Regions from separate parts of the Mus musculus genome. Here region 2 is linked to region 1. Evidence: chromatin contacts called from public Hi-C data. All regions are on one chromosome and are shown on one strand. The core of a region is the stretch at or near the end of the contact, and the rest is flanking DNA. Distances in the headings are between cores, read along the strand shown. Region 1 overlaps Wwox (WW domain-containing oxidoreductase). Region 2 has its middle 75 kb from the start of Dynlrb2.

The links. A called contact is a pair of places that touch in the nucleus more often than the background predicts.
Region 2: a contact with region 1 is called in a Hi-C map of uterus, with 2.6 times the contacts expected there. The contact joins two enhancer-like sites. A contact is called at or near these places in 1 of 15 datasets of contacts at CTCF or cohesin (large pre-B cells), 23 of 484 Hi-C or Micro-C datasets (CD4 T cells, LSK cells, adipose-derived mesenchymal stem cells and 16 more) and 1 of 115 datasets of contacts at active chromatin or transcription factors (bone marrow-derived dendritic cells).

The regions. Positions count from the first base shown.
Region 1 is chr8:115,103,470-115,109,468 of GRCm38.p6, reverse strand. All of the region lies in intron 8 of Wwox (WW domain-containing oxidoreductase), which reads right to left. Among named protein-coding and RNA genes, the nearest start is that of Gm39257, 150 kb to the right of the region's middle. Within about 2 kb of position 3,513, at least 2 of the 459 cell types and tissues checked have an H3K27ac peak or open chromatin away from gene starts, as enhancers often do. A contact at or near this core is called in uterus, where this site is marked.
Region 2 is chr8:116,426,535-116,432,533 of GRCm38.p6, reverse strand. No RefSeq gene overlaps it. Among named protein-coding and RNA genes, the nearest start is that of Dynlrb2, 75 kb to the left of the region's middle. Within about 2 kb of position 2,368, at least 29 of the 459 cell types and tissues checked have an H3K27ac peak or open chromatin away from gene starts, as enhancers often do. A contact at or near this core is called in uterus, where this site is marked.

The DNA.
Region 1 (5,999 bases), core at 2,264-4,763:
AGAGCACTATACAGTTCTGCTGCCCAAGAAGCTTGTGAGAAAGGTGAGAGATATTAAGTAGCCCAGAGGAACAGATGAGAAAATTAATACCAAATGATACATTCAAGGTCATGGGAGATATTAAATTAAAAGCCAGGATTGACTCCGGATCCAGTAGCTTGGAACTGAGTCTTTGTCCAGCCCACGTCTGCCAAGGCCAGCTTCTGAAAACGGACAACACAACATGGACAACCTAACGTACACTCAGCACGAGCCCTGAAGAACTGTAACACTCCAGATATTGAAAAAGCAATAAATAAAATAAATCAGAGAGGTTTTAGGAAAATAGAGGGGAGAAAGAGAAAGGCCTACAGGAAGGGCCAAAAAATTCTAACTTTAAAAGAATCCTTAAAAACAAAATCAACCCTCAGGCCCTGCAGGGACTGTAACCTAGGAGGCAGGATTCCCTCGCTCTGCTGTGGATCTAGGTCAATGATTGGGGTCAAGATTGCACCTTCCATCCTTGGGGGGGGTGTCCATGGTCATTTATTGATAAGGGTTACGTCAAGGGCCTGTTTTATAAGCATCAGAGTCGTCCTGGGGTCCCTGGGATGTCATCAGATGACCTTCCCTGAATAAGGCGAGATGGAAACCCTCATCTCATACTTTCTCAATCGGGCCACTGGATCAGGGGCCTGCCATAATTTCTAAATTGGGAAGAAAAAAAAAGTCACTGAATTCAGGTTACATCTTCTGTGAGCTGTTCTTGACCTGGGACCTCAACCGCGAGATTTAAAATTAATCCCTTCTGGGCAAATGGACAGGAGTGCACGAATAGATCTCTTGAGTTCTGGCTCAGGTTTACTTCCACCGAGACGCTTCAACAAATCTCAACAGAAGGAAGTTCCCCCCTCTGTGTCTTAGGGTGAGAACCATCCAGTTCAGCCCATCGACTTCGAGGTTATATAGGTAGTTACCAAACTTGCTTTGGCTGCAACAAAATTAATCAGAGACAAACGGTAATGTGAACCCCCCCCCCCGACCCGGCCACAAGTGGCTGACCTTCCCTAGCAATTTTGAGGAGTTGCCCTCACTGTCTTCATCTTACCAAATTGGAGACAGAATTAAAAGGACTAAGGGAACGACGGGCAGGCTCCACATTGAAGCTGCTCTGACGTGAACCCAAAAGAGTATGCTAATATATGCTTGCAAATGGACATCTCCTATGCCTGGGTAAGAGGAGTGGGTAGATAGGCAGGGGGGAAAAAAAGACAACAAAGACCATCTTCTAAGGGCTGTTCTTGACCTGGGACCTCAGCCACAGGCTTTGGAATTCATCCCTTCCAGGCAAGTGGCGAGAACTGAAGTGTGTGAATAGACCTCTCACTTTCTAGAGCTTCTCTGCCTGCACAGGGACACCTCCACAAATCTCAATGAGGGGGTTTTCCATTAAAATGGAAACCCTTAAAGTGACCACTGAGTTCAGGTCATGGAATCTGAGGTCGAGTAAGCATTCTCTTCGCCATTTTCTCAGGTTACTTATGCAAGGGGAGAAATAAAAGATGCTTCCAACTGCCTGAGATGGAACTGCTTTTAAAATTTAACTTTTTAGCTTGACACGGTGCTCACGCCTGCAATCCCAGAGCTATAAAGCGGAGGCAGAGGGATAGCTCTCTTTGTGGCTGGATTGGAGTATAGAGTGAGTCCCTGTCTCAAAATAAATAAATAGTAACATTTTTTTCCTCAAGTGTCTAATGGGATATATTTTGGTATGCGGATTACTAATTCATTCTTAATTCAAAGACAGATTGGTAAGAGAAGGGGGTGGAGAAAAGATACCAATTTTTCTTCTTTATTGCTGTCGTGACTTGGGGAAAGTGACCATTGGCTTCCAGCTGCTCTCCAGAACATGAAAGGAGCACAGAGAAGGGAACGTTATCTTAATCAGGCAGGATTGAGGCCCTTCATTCATTTCTACCAAAGGGCAGTTTTTCATCCTGGGCTGGCGGTGCAGGGAACAAGTGGGGTAGCATGTGAGGAACTGGGTGCTCTATGGAGACCAACTACCATTGGCTACACTTATGGCGTCCTGGGTACACGAGAAAGAATCCTATGTGCCTCTCCCTGTCAGTCAGATCTGGCTACTGGAAAGGAAGGAGGCCCCCATGTTACAGATGCAATCATGCACAATGTGACCAACCACGGGTACATTCCAGGACAGGTCTCCAGGGGCCACTTGGTGACAGAGGAAAGGCGAGCTCAGCCAGCACCCGGCCGCTCGTTTTTCAGCCCCTCCTTGCTTATCCACTTCATCCTAATACAACACAAAGATTATGGTGAAAACTCGCCAAAAAAAAAAATAAGTAATTAAGTTCGTGCCATAATTAATTCAGGCCTAAATAAACAAAAAGAAAACCAAGAAGCAAAAACAAAAACCCTCTCCTTGGCTGCTATGGAGTACTCTTCTGTTTGGTTATCATTTTTCCTTCTTCGGCAATTTCACTGTAACGGGATTAATTGCCTTTTCAAACCTAGGGAAGGCAAACCCCAGCCAGTCTCCTCCTCTGCAAGGCCCGGGGGTGGGGGTGGTGAGGGGGGAGTTGCAAAGACATGCTACCGCAGGAATAACAAATGCTGGGTTTCTGAGCACTCGCCCATGATTTATGAAAGGTGTACCTCACTGTGGGAAGATAATGCCATTTGAAATGGTCCATTTCATAAATCTATTCCACCAGTCCCCAGCTACACCCAGGACTCCTGTGAACTCCTGAATCCAATAATGTTTTCATCTGGTGTTGATGAGAGAGTGACAGAGAGAGAGAGAGAGAGAGAGAGAGAGAGAGAGAGAGAGAGAGAGGGAGGGAGGGAGGGAGGGAGGGAGGGAGGAGGAGGAGGAGGAGGAGGAGGAGGAGGAGGAGGGACTGTGTTTGGAGAAGTTACAATGCCCTTACATGGAACAGCCGTTAATGCTCTATCTCCAGAGCTTTATGTGGCAATGGTCACAGAGTTTCCAAAGCAGGGAAACTTGAACAAACAAAATGAAGACATAATCAACACTCCCAACATCTTTGAGGTCCTTTTGCTACAGGTAGCATTAATTACAGCATGGCCCCAATCCTCCAGCAACAGCACAACAAAACATTTTGCCCCGGAGTCGCTCTCTAGCACATGAGAGATTTGTCCTTGGGAACCGGTATATTTCCTATTCATTCGTGCAACGGTTCAGGATATCTGTTTGTTCGTGTAACTGCAAGAAGAGGATTCTCTGCCAAATGTGATGGCAGAAGCAGTCAGGGACCAATCATAAACTTCAGTGAAATTCATGGTTGTGAGTCTTCCTGGTCATAAGAAGACGACGGTGATATATATGCCCCCATGTCACGGAGACTCCGTGAGACTCTGATGAAATACGAGCAGGGGACAGAAAGTGGTTTCTCTGGGATCCAGTGAAATGGACAGTACCAACATGAAGACAGACTACAAATGCCTGTACCATGTGACTTACTAGAGGAGAGCCGCTCCTCACCAAAGACTCTGAGGGATGAGACAAAAGGCAGAGTACAATGACGCACAGACCCTAGCTGGCGTGCACAGTGAAAAGGAAAGAACTTAAGGCCACCGGGCAAGAAATATTTTATGATCATTAAAAAGTACTTTTTTTTTTTTAAAGAATCACCCTAGATGCCGTCACCTGATGGATGGACACTGGCTATGGGATACTTTAACACAACAGAACTTTACTCAGAGGCAAAGAAAAATAAAGTTATGGATTTGCAGGAAAACAGATGGAAGTGGAGTACATTATACTGAGCGAGGTGGTCCAGGGCCAGAATGATGAGCAACCATGTTCTCCCAGCCCCCACCGAATCATTTTAGCTTCCTCTGTTGAACTTGGAATGTGTGTACAAACTTAGAAGAAAGAAAGGGAACGTAGGGTGGGGAGAAGAGGCTCTGAGTGCAAGACAGAGGAAGAACGTCTGTGATCTGAAAACAGGGAGGGAGGGGATATGCGGGCATGAACGGGGATGAGCGTGGGAACTGAGGCAGGGGGGAGAGTGCATGGGGTGGGGGTGATCCAAAATTAAGGATGAATGAAGAAGCCACATTGAACCCTATGATTTTACATACTAATTAGAAAACCGTGACTTGAGAAAAAAGAGTTTGAATGGGGGTACCCTGCACTAGGGAATACTGTTGATTCTAGAAGTCGTGGGTTATTTAGCAAAGGAAAAAAAATCTCACTGAGAGGATTGGCACACTGGAAGAACCCCCACATTCCTCCCAGTCAGGTGGAGATGGATTTCGAGCAGGTGAAAGACAGCCTATGAGATAAAAATGATGCAAAAAAATGTGAATTTGAAAAACTCTCAACACAGGATTCTCATCCAGATATTCTGGAATTTGCATATTTTGACTTGTGTTTGAAAAGCAGCTTCAAGGTCAGCTTCCGTAGAGAAACACTGAGCTAAGACAGGAAGGCACCCCATTAAAAGTCCAGCAGTGTTTTTGCATATTTATTTTCTTTCTTCTATAGTGAGCAGTGACGACTCATAAATCAAAAAAAAAAAAAATCAGGGTAAACAAATACCACAGAGGTTATTTTATACAGAATGTATACTCCTTATTCTACCTATTTATAGACACAACCATTTCTATTACTCGGATTTATAAAGTGTGTAATACATGCATGAATGCTTTAAGATCTGCATATATTTGCATAAGATAGAAAGGAGTATATTATTGTCCCAAGTCTCCAAAGACCATGGCCCAAATAAAATGACGACCACCTCAAAAATATTTTTGTATAGTGGGATGGAAAATGTTATTTTTAAAAGCTTCAAGCTGTGGTACACACTCATATTCATAACTGGGAATATATATATATATATATATACATATATATATATATATATATATGTATATATATACATACATACACACACGCATGCACACACACACACACACATACACGCACACACACACAGAGTTGAATTGGATGGCCTTGGACCTTTCTAAAAAGACAAGGAACTTTAAGCAAAAGTGTGTACAGATCTCAAAATCAATAACTACACCTCAGTGTTAAATAGGTCACCTTAATAGGCAAATAGGAAGTAAGACAGGTTGCCATTAATTCGAACTGGGATGGAATGAAATTTGGAGAATTAAAGGTCATCCTCAAAGGGGCTGTATCATGAAGAAATCAGAGGGGTTGTTGTTTTGTTTTCCCCAGTCGTCGTGGGTGCTCCCTATGAATGAATGGAAGGTGAGGCCCAACAATGACTTTCAATATTTGCAATATTTCAGAGTCCTGGTATTGGCCAACCTGAACACTCAGACTTGGAGTATCAGGTGGTTCAGGTCCACCCAGACAGCTGTCAAGGACAGGACACAGGATGAAGACTTTGAGGGTCCTTACTTCCTCACACAGTGCCTGTGTCTGGTACTTAAGCTCTCAGCAGCTCAGTGAATCCTGCCAATGGTACCAGTTGATCTGATTTGAGGTCAGGTGCAGAAGGAGTTCCCGAACACTAATGGGGCAAATCAGAGTGCGGTCAGCGCGGACTCACTTCTTCCTGTCTTGCACGAACACTCCAGGGAACGGGAAACATCTCATATTCCTGTTTTCACAATCCCCCTCAAATCAGCCACCCTCATTCTTACTAATAATCTAGGACGCTTCTGACATACTATGTAAGATGATGACATCGCAGGACCCAAAATCTGAAGTCCCAGGGTCTAAATGGGAAGTGGGAATCCCAGCTCCACCGCTGACTACCCAGCCTAAATAAGGCTACTTGCTTCTGCCACAGCGACCATGAGACCTTAGGGACTCAGGAAAGAACTTTTTAAAAGTGTGTGTGTGTGTGTGTGTGTGTGTGTGTGTGTGTGTGTGTGTCTGCTGAAAGTATGCATTTCTTCATGTCTGTGTGACTGTGTCTTTGGGTGTGTGCATCTATGTGTCTGTGTGTGTGTGTGTATGTGTGTATCTGTGCCTGTGTGTGTATTTGTGTGACTAAAGG
Region 2 (5,999 bases), core at 1,119-3,618, 1.3 Mb before region 1:
GAGCTTCTTAGGGGCAATGAATAGGCACTGTTTTTGAGTAGCTCTCAGATACTCAGGGCACTATCTCATACTGATTTAGGTTCCCCCACCCCCAAGCTTGTAGAGGTTCTTGATGAACCAAAATATACAGGGATGGCAGCCTGGACTTTCAGGATATCCCTCTCTCCTTCCCAGTCAGAACGGAAAAGGGGCAGAGTGATGGGATGAAGGGTTTCATCAAAGAGGTGATACCTATTCAAACAGATTAGCTAATTTACAAGAGTCTTTATTTTTGAGCCTATTTCTATGCAGCTCTAGTGACCCAAGGAACCATCTTCACTGACCAAACTCTGAGTTCTTCCATTACCACATAAGTTTGGTATCCCAACATTTATTCTGCTTTCCTATGCTTTGTCAAAGTGTCTCCTCCCTTCTAGCTGAATCCATCAAGTTCTATCATGGCTATCAGGTCTTTTAGGAGCTTGACCTTAAGCCATCTGAGATGGGAGATTGTTCAGGCTCCTGCACCCCATCATAAATGTTGCCCATAGTTTCCTTCATGAAACTCACTTTTGAACAGCAATTATCATATTCCAAAAGAACATTCTGGAAGGAGGGCTGAAAGGAATGGACCAATCCCTGACAACCACACATTAAGATCTTTCTATACATTTTCATTTTTTTCTTTCTTTTTCCCATTGGATATTTTATGTATTTACATTTCAAATGTTACCACCTTTCCTGGTTTCCCCTCCAGAACCCTGCTTCTATGAGGGTGCTTCCTCACCAACCCACCCACTCCCACCTCACCACCCTGGCACTCCCCTACACTGGGGAATTGAGTCTTCACTTCTTCTATTTCACCAAGAATGAAAGTTGCCGAGATATGAAACCACATGAGGATCAAGACTGTGGCCATTGTTTTCTGACTCCACAGATCAAGTTCTACCTGGGATGTTCACTTTCCATGGTGTTTAAAACAGGGAAGGAGGAAAAGAGTGAGGTATAGTGATGGATGGACAGAGTCTGGGGGTGGGGTGGGGGGAAAGGACAGATCAGTCCAATGTCATGCTACCATGCCTGAAGGATATACAGGAAATAGTGTTGGAGACTCACTTGGGTGCTCAGTTCTGTCTTCCTAGGCTCATAGGTGGAAGGTTGAGAGCTGTGGGTAGAGTGTTCAGAAATGTGCGGTATCAGGAAAAACTTATGTTCAGTTGAAAATGGGAATAACAGATTTTATGGCATATATATATATATATATATATATATATGCATGTTATATGTTCATTTGTGTGTTCATATATGTGTGTGTTTGCTTAGGCTAGAGGTTGACGTTAGGTACTGTGCTGGTTTGGTTTTCACTGCCAACTTGACACACTCTAGAATCACCTGAGAAGCAAGTCTTTATAAAGAATTATCTAGGTTAGGTTGACTTCTAAGCATGGCCTGATTGGTGATTGATGTAGAAGACACAGTCCATTGTGGGTGGCACCATCCCGTAGGCAGTGAGTTCTGAAACTATAACAGAGGAGAAAGCTAGCTGGGAGCAAGGAAACAAGGATGCATTCATTGATCACTCCTGACTTGTACATCTTTACTTTGACTTTCCCAAAATAATGAATTATAGTTTGTAAGTATAAGACCCTTTCACCTCTTTGGTTTTTTTTTTTTTGTTGTTGTTGTTTGTTTGTTTTTGTTTGCTTGTTTTGTTTTGTGTTGTGTTATTTTCTGTTCAGGATGAAAACAGCAATGGAAATGAAACTAGGAAAAGCATCTACCTCAGTAGTTCTCTCCTTTAGTTTTTGAGACAGAGTTTCTTACCTGAATCAGCTGGGTTCGGTCTCCACCTCCCCAGAGCAGAAATTACAGGCATGTCCCACTGTGCCCAGATTTCATACAGAGGTTCTAGGGACTTGAGCTTGCTTTGTCATGCTTCCATAGCAAACTCTTTACTGACTGAGCCATTTCCCCATGTCCTGGCAGTTGTTTTTAAAACCCGGAAATTTACTGAGAAAATGGTGTCCTCCCATTCTGACTTCTGAGGCTGAGAGATGGCACAAGCTTGTGCCAGGCCTGGCAGCGGCCGCACCGCCCGGCCCAGATGTGGGCGTGAACTCTCAGGCTCTAATGAAGACTTGCTTTCCTGTGTTGCTGCCAGCACCTATGTGCTTCCATTTCCCAATTGAAAACATACTTAATGGCGACAGGTTTTTGGCTCCACCAGGTTGAAGTCATTACCCTGGAAATGCAGTATCCATATCGCAATTGAGGGCTGAGCTGCACTTCCCTGGGAGTGAGCCCTGGCCTTGTCCTCCTCCCACCTCTCCCGGAGGACTGGATCCTCTCATCCGAAATAGTCATCTCTTTATCACACTAGGGCTCTTGTGAGGCCAGTATGTGGGATTTCTGGAATGAAGTCCTCATTGGAAGCAGCAGCTTCCTCCCTTCACCTCCTCCTCTGGGTGTTGTGGAATGTAATTTTCCTTTGGCAAATAGAAACTGCAGAATAATCCTCGCTTGGCTGAAGCTGATCAGGGATGCGTTCTGTCCCTTCTCCATTCAAGTTTCCTTATTTTATTTTTATTTAAAATTTTTTTTTCAATTTTTCAATTTGTTCTTGTACACACACACACACACACACACACACACACACACACACACGCTGTACATATGCACGTAGGTTCCCATGAAAGCCAGAAGAGGGAGCTGACTCCAGTAGAGCTGAAGTTACAGGAGGGAGTGAGCTGCCCAATATGGATATACCGAACCAAACGGGCCTTCTGTAAGAGCAGTAGCCACTTTAAACCACAGAGCCCCTCTCTAGCCCATAGAGTCAAGTTTCTTAACTTTTATCTCTGGTTTAGGCTACATGGAGGAGACAGAGTTGTGTCTGAGGGCCTGAAAAAAATACAGGTTCCCCAGATTTCAGCTTGCTATCTGGAACGTAGGGCCTAGGATGACATATATGTTGGAGATGGGGGCTTCTGTGTCCCGGAGTCATCCAAATGCTCAGTCTGTAGGTGAGGATATTGAGGGTCAGAGACTGGAGTTGTTACTCAGCATTCCCCAGAGAGCTGTCAGCAGTGTCTGCAGTAGAGTCTCAGCCTCTGTCTCTTCAAGTGTGTCCCTCCCTGGAAACAGTGAGCTCTGGTGTCATCTCTTGCAATGCTTTCCTCTCTGTCTAAATCTGGGTGAGTGAGACTAAGGTCATATGCTTTCTCGTTTACTTCCTCTTTCTGGATGTTTTTGGTGACAAAGACTATTATGGGATGAGACAGTTCAGACCAGACTTGAGGTCCTGGGTGCAAGGTGATAAAATGCAAACTAGGAAATTGGAATCTAGGCAGACTTCGGTGACTTAGGTGTCTGGAGCCAAAGCAGTGAAGATTCCCTTTTCCGACGTCTCGGCTCCTCTACAGTTTCATGAGTCTGATGATGTCTTCCTCATGGGTAGTTGTCAGGGATGTGTGAGAAACACACTTGGCAGCACTATGCTTGCTCTGTATATTTTAATGTCCTCCCTCCTTTTCTTATTCCCCTACCACTACCTTCTCTTCATCCTTCTTCCCTCCTTCTCTTACTCCTCCTCTTTCTTATTTGCAGATTTGTAATCTCAACTCTATCTACATTGGAGATGCTCAAAACCTTGAGGAGCCAGCCAGGCAAGGACACATGGGGAAGGGTGTATCTGTTGGATGTCTATTATGGGTCAGGTCACAGGCTTCTGGAACAGTCCTGTAAATGACTCCTGAGACGCTCTTCACAGAAGAAGGGAGTATACATTCCTCTTCTGCTAGCTCTTATGTTTGCGCAATCGTGACTGTGCACAGAGTCCATAAGAATGTTAAAGGTAGGCCTTGGATTTAATCTAAATCATACGTACATAACCCAAACCATACCCCAGAATGTAGAGATGCAAGAACAGCTGTCCAGAGGTTTCATGCTATCCCTTTGTCTTGGTTTGGATAAACTCAGGCTTCCATACATACCTGGATGCTTCTGCCTTCCCCTTCCCCTTCCCCTTTTCCTCCTTCTTCTTCCTTTTTGTCCCCCTCTTCCTCTTCTCTTCTTCCTCTCCTCATCTCTTCTCTTCCCTCTCTCTCCCCCTTCTCCTCCCCCCTTCTGTGCCACCCATCCTCCAGTTCAGCTCCACACCTGTTGTGGGTCTTCTCATAGGTCCCAGAGAGACATTGGATAAGCAAGTTGGGAGAAGTGTGCAGTGGGGGTAACTTCTGCTTGGCCAGTTTTATGTGAATGCTTTATATCCAAAGAACTCTGCTCTGCCTCTCAGCCGTGGCCTGCTGTACAGCAAACAGGACGGGGAGGGAAGGGATAGGAAACAAAACTTGGGTGAACTTGGGAGACTTTTCCTGACAGGAACCAACATCTTACCTTAGATAGATCTCTGATAACAGACCCAAGTGACAGTTTCATCAAAGTCCAAATCTTCGAGCCTCCATAGGTACCTGGCATACATGTGGCATACATATGGCTCACTTGGGGCACACAGGTAGCACATGCACATATGTAAATAAATCTTTAAAATAACAGTATTCATTGAATTTAAAAGGCAAGCAAATATCATTGATATTTTCATATAGAGGAGAATAATAAGTTAGAGTCATGTTGTTTTAGATGGGTTACTCATATATACCCTAGCAACTGTTTTCTTATACCTAATGGCTCGTGACTACAGACTTACATGTCAAAGAATTTAGGGTTTGAAACATTCTAAGGATTGAATGTGTGGTTCAATGGTAGAGTGACTCAAGAAGGGATCCTGTCCCCTGGAGTTGGAATAACATGTGATCGTTGAGCCACGTAACATGGGGCGCTGGGAACTGAGCTCAGGTCCTTAGCAAGAGCATCCTATACTTTTAACTCCAGACCTCTCATTGAATGGTTTGACAGCCCTGGTAGGCATGAAATAAAACATAGTGTGGCAAGTTTAAGCAATTGTGCTTGAGAGGTATGCCCTCATGGCGCTGTCCCCTCTCGCTTTGACCTTCATGTGACCTCCTCACAGCATAGCAGTTCCCATGGCATCAGCATCCTCTAGAAATGGGATTGCCGATGGCTATCTGCCATTCTGCTGTGTGGAGATGCTGTGCTCTATGGAATCATTAGAGTATTTTTCAGGGATTTTGGTTTCCCTCATACTGAATCTTTCCTATAAATCTCTGTCCACATTTATGAATTTTTCTTGGCATTTACTTCTAGAAGTAGTACTGCTGGCCAGAAACACGGGGATGTTTTAACATCCTGATTAACTTTATAATTTTATTTTCAAAGGCATTGTGTGAGCTCTAGTGTGCCTTGGTATTGAGTGCATGTGTCTCTGTACACTCCTTGAAGTTGATATTTTGGGGGAAGACATATATTTTTTTAATTAACTTTTTATTTGACAGGTAAAATAATATATTTCCTTATGCTTATACTCATGACTACTGCTTTCTGAAAAACATTGTTAAATTCTAAGTCTTTCCTATGACAGAATGTAAACACACTATTTTATTTATTTATTTATTTATTTATTACCAGCAGATCTTCCCATCATTCATATCAAGTTTTACTTTCATATGACTCTAGCTATTTGCACTTTACATGCTGAAAATACTCCATTCTAACTCTATGCCCTTTTACCAACAACTCAAAATAGCTTTAGGATTTTCCTGTGTCTATTTATTAAGCAGTTCTATAAGTTAGTTCTGTTTTCATTTGTTAGTGTTTTAAAATAGGTTGAAATGGCCCTGTCTGGCCATAACCTTTACCATTCACACCCACTATTTTGCTAACCTTCTGAGCATGTTTCCTCTACTCCAACCATCTGCATTTTACCCTCTCAGCCCTGATCCCTAGAGCTACCAATTTCATTTACAAACCGTTATGCAGTGTGTGTGTGTGTGTGTGTGTGTGTGTGTGTGTGTGTGTGTGTGTTTCACTGCTTAACCCCAACCCCACGTGTAGCTGCACCATCATTTTGGACCATCACTGCCTTGGGCTTTCATCATTTTCAT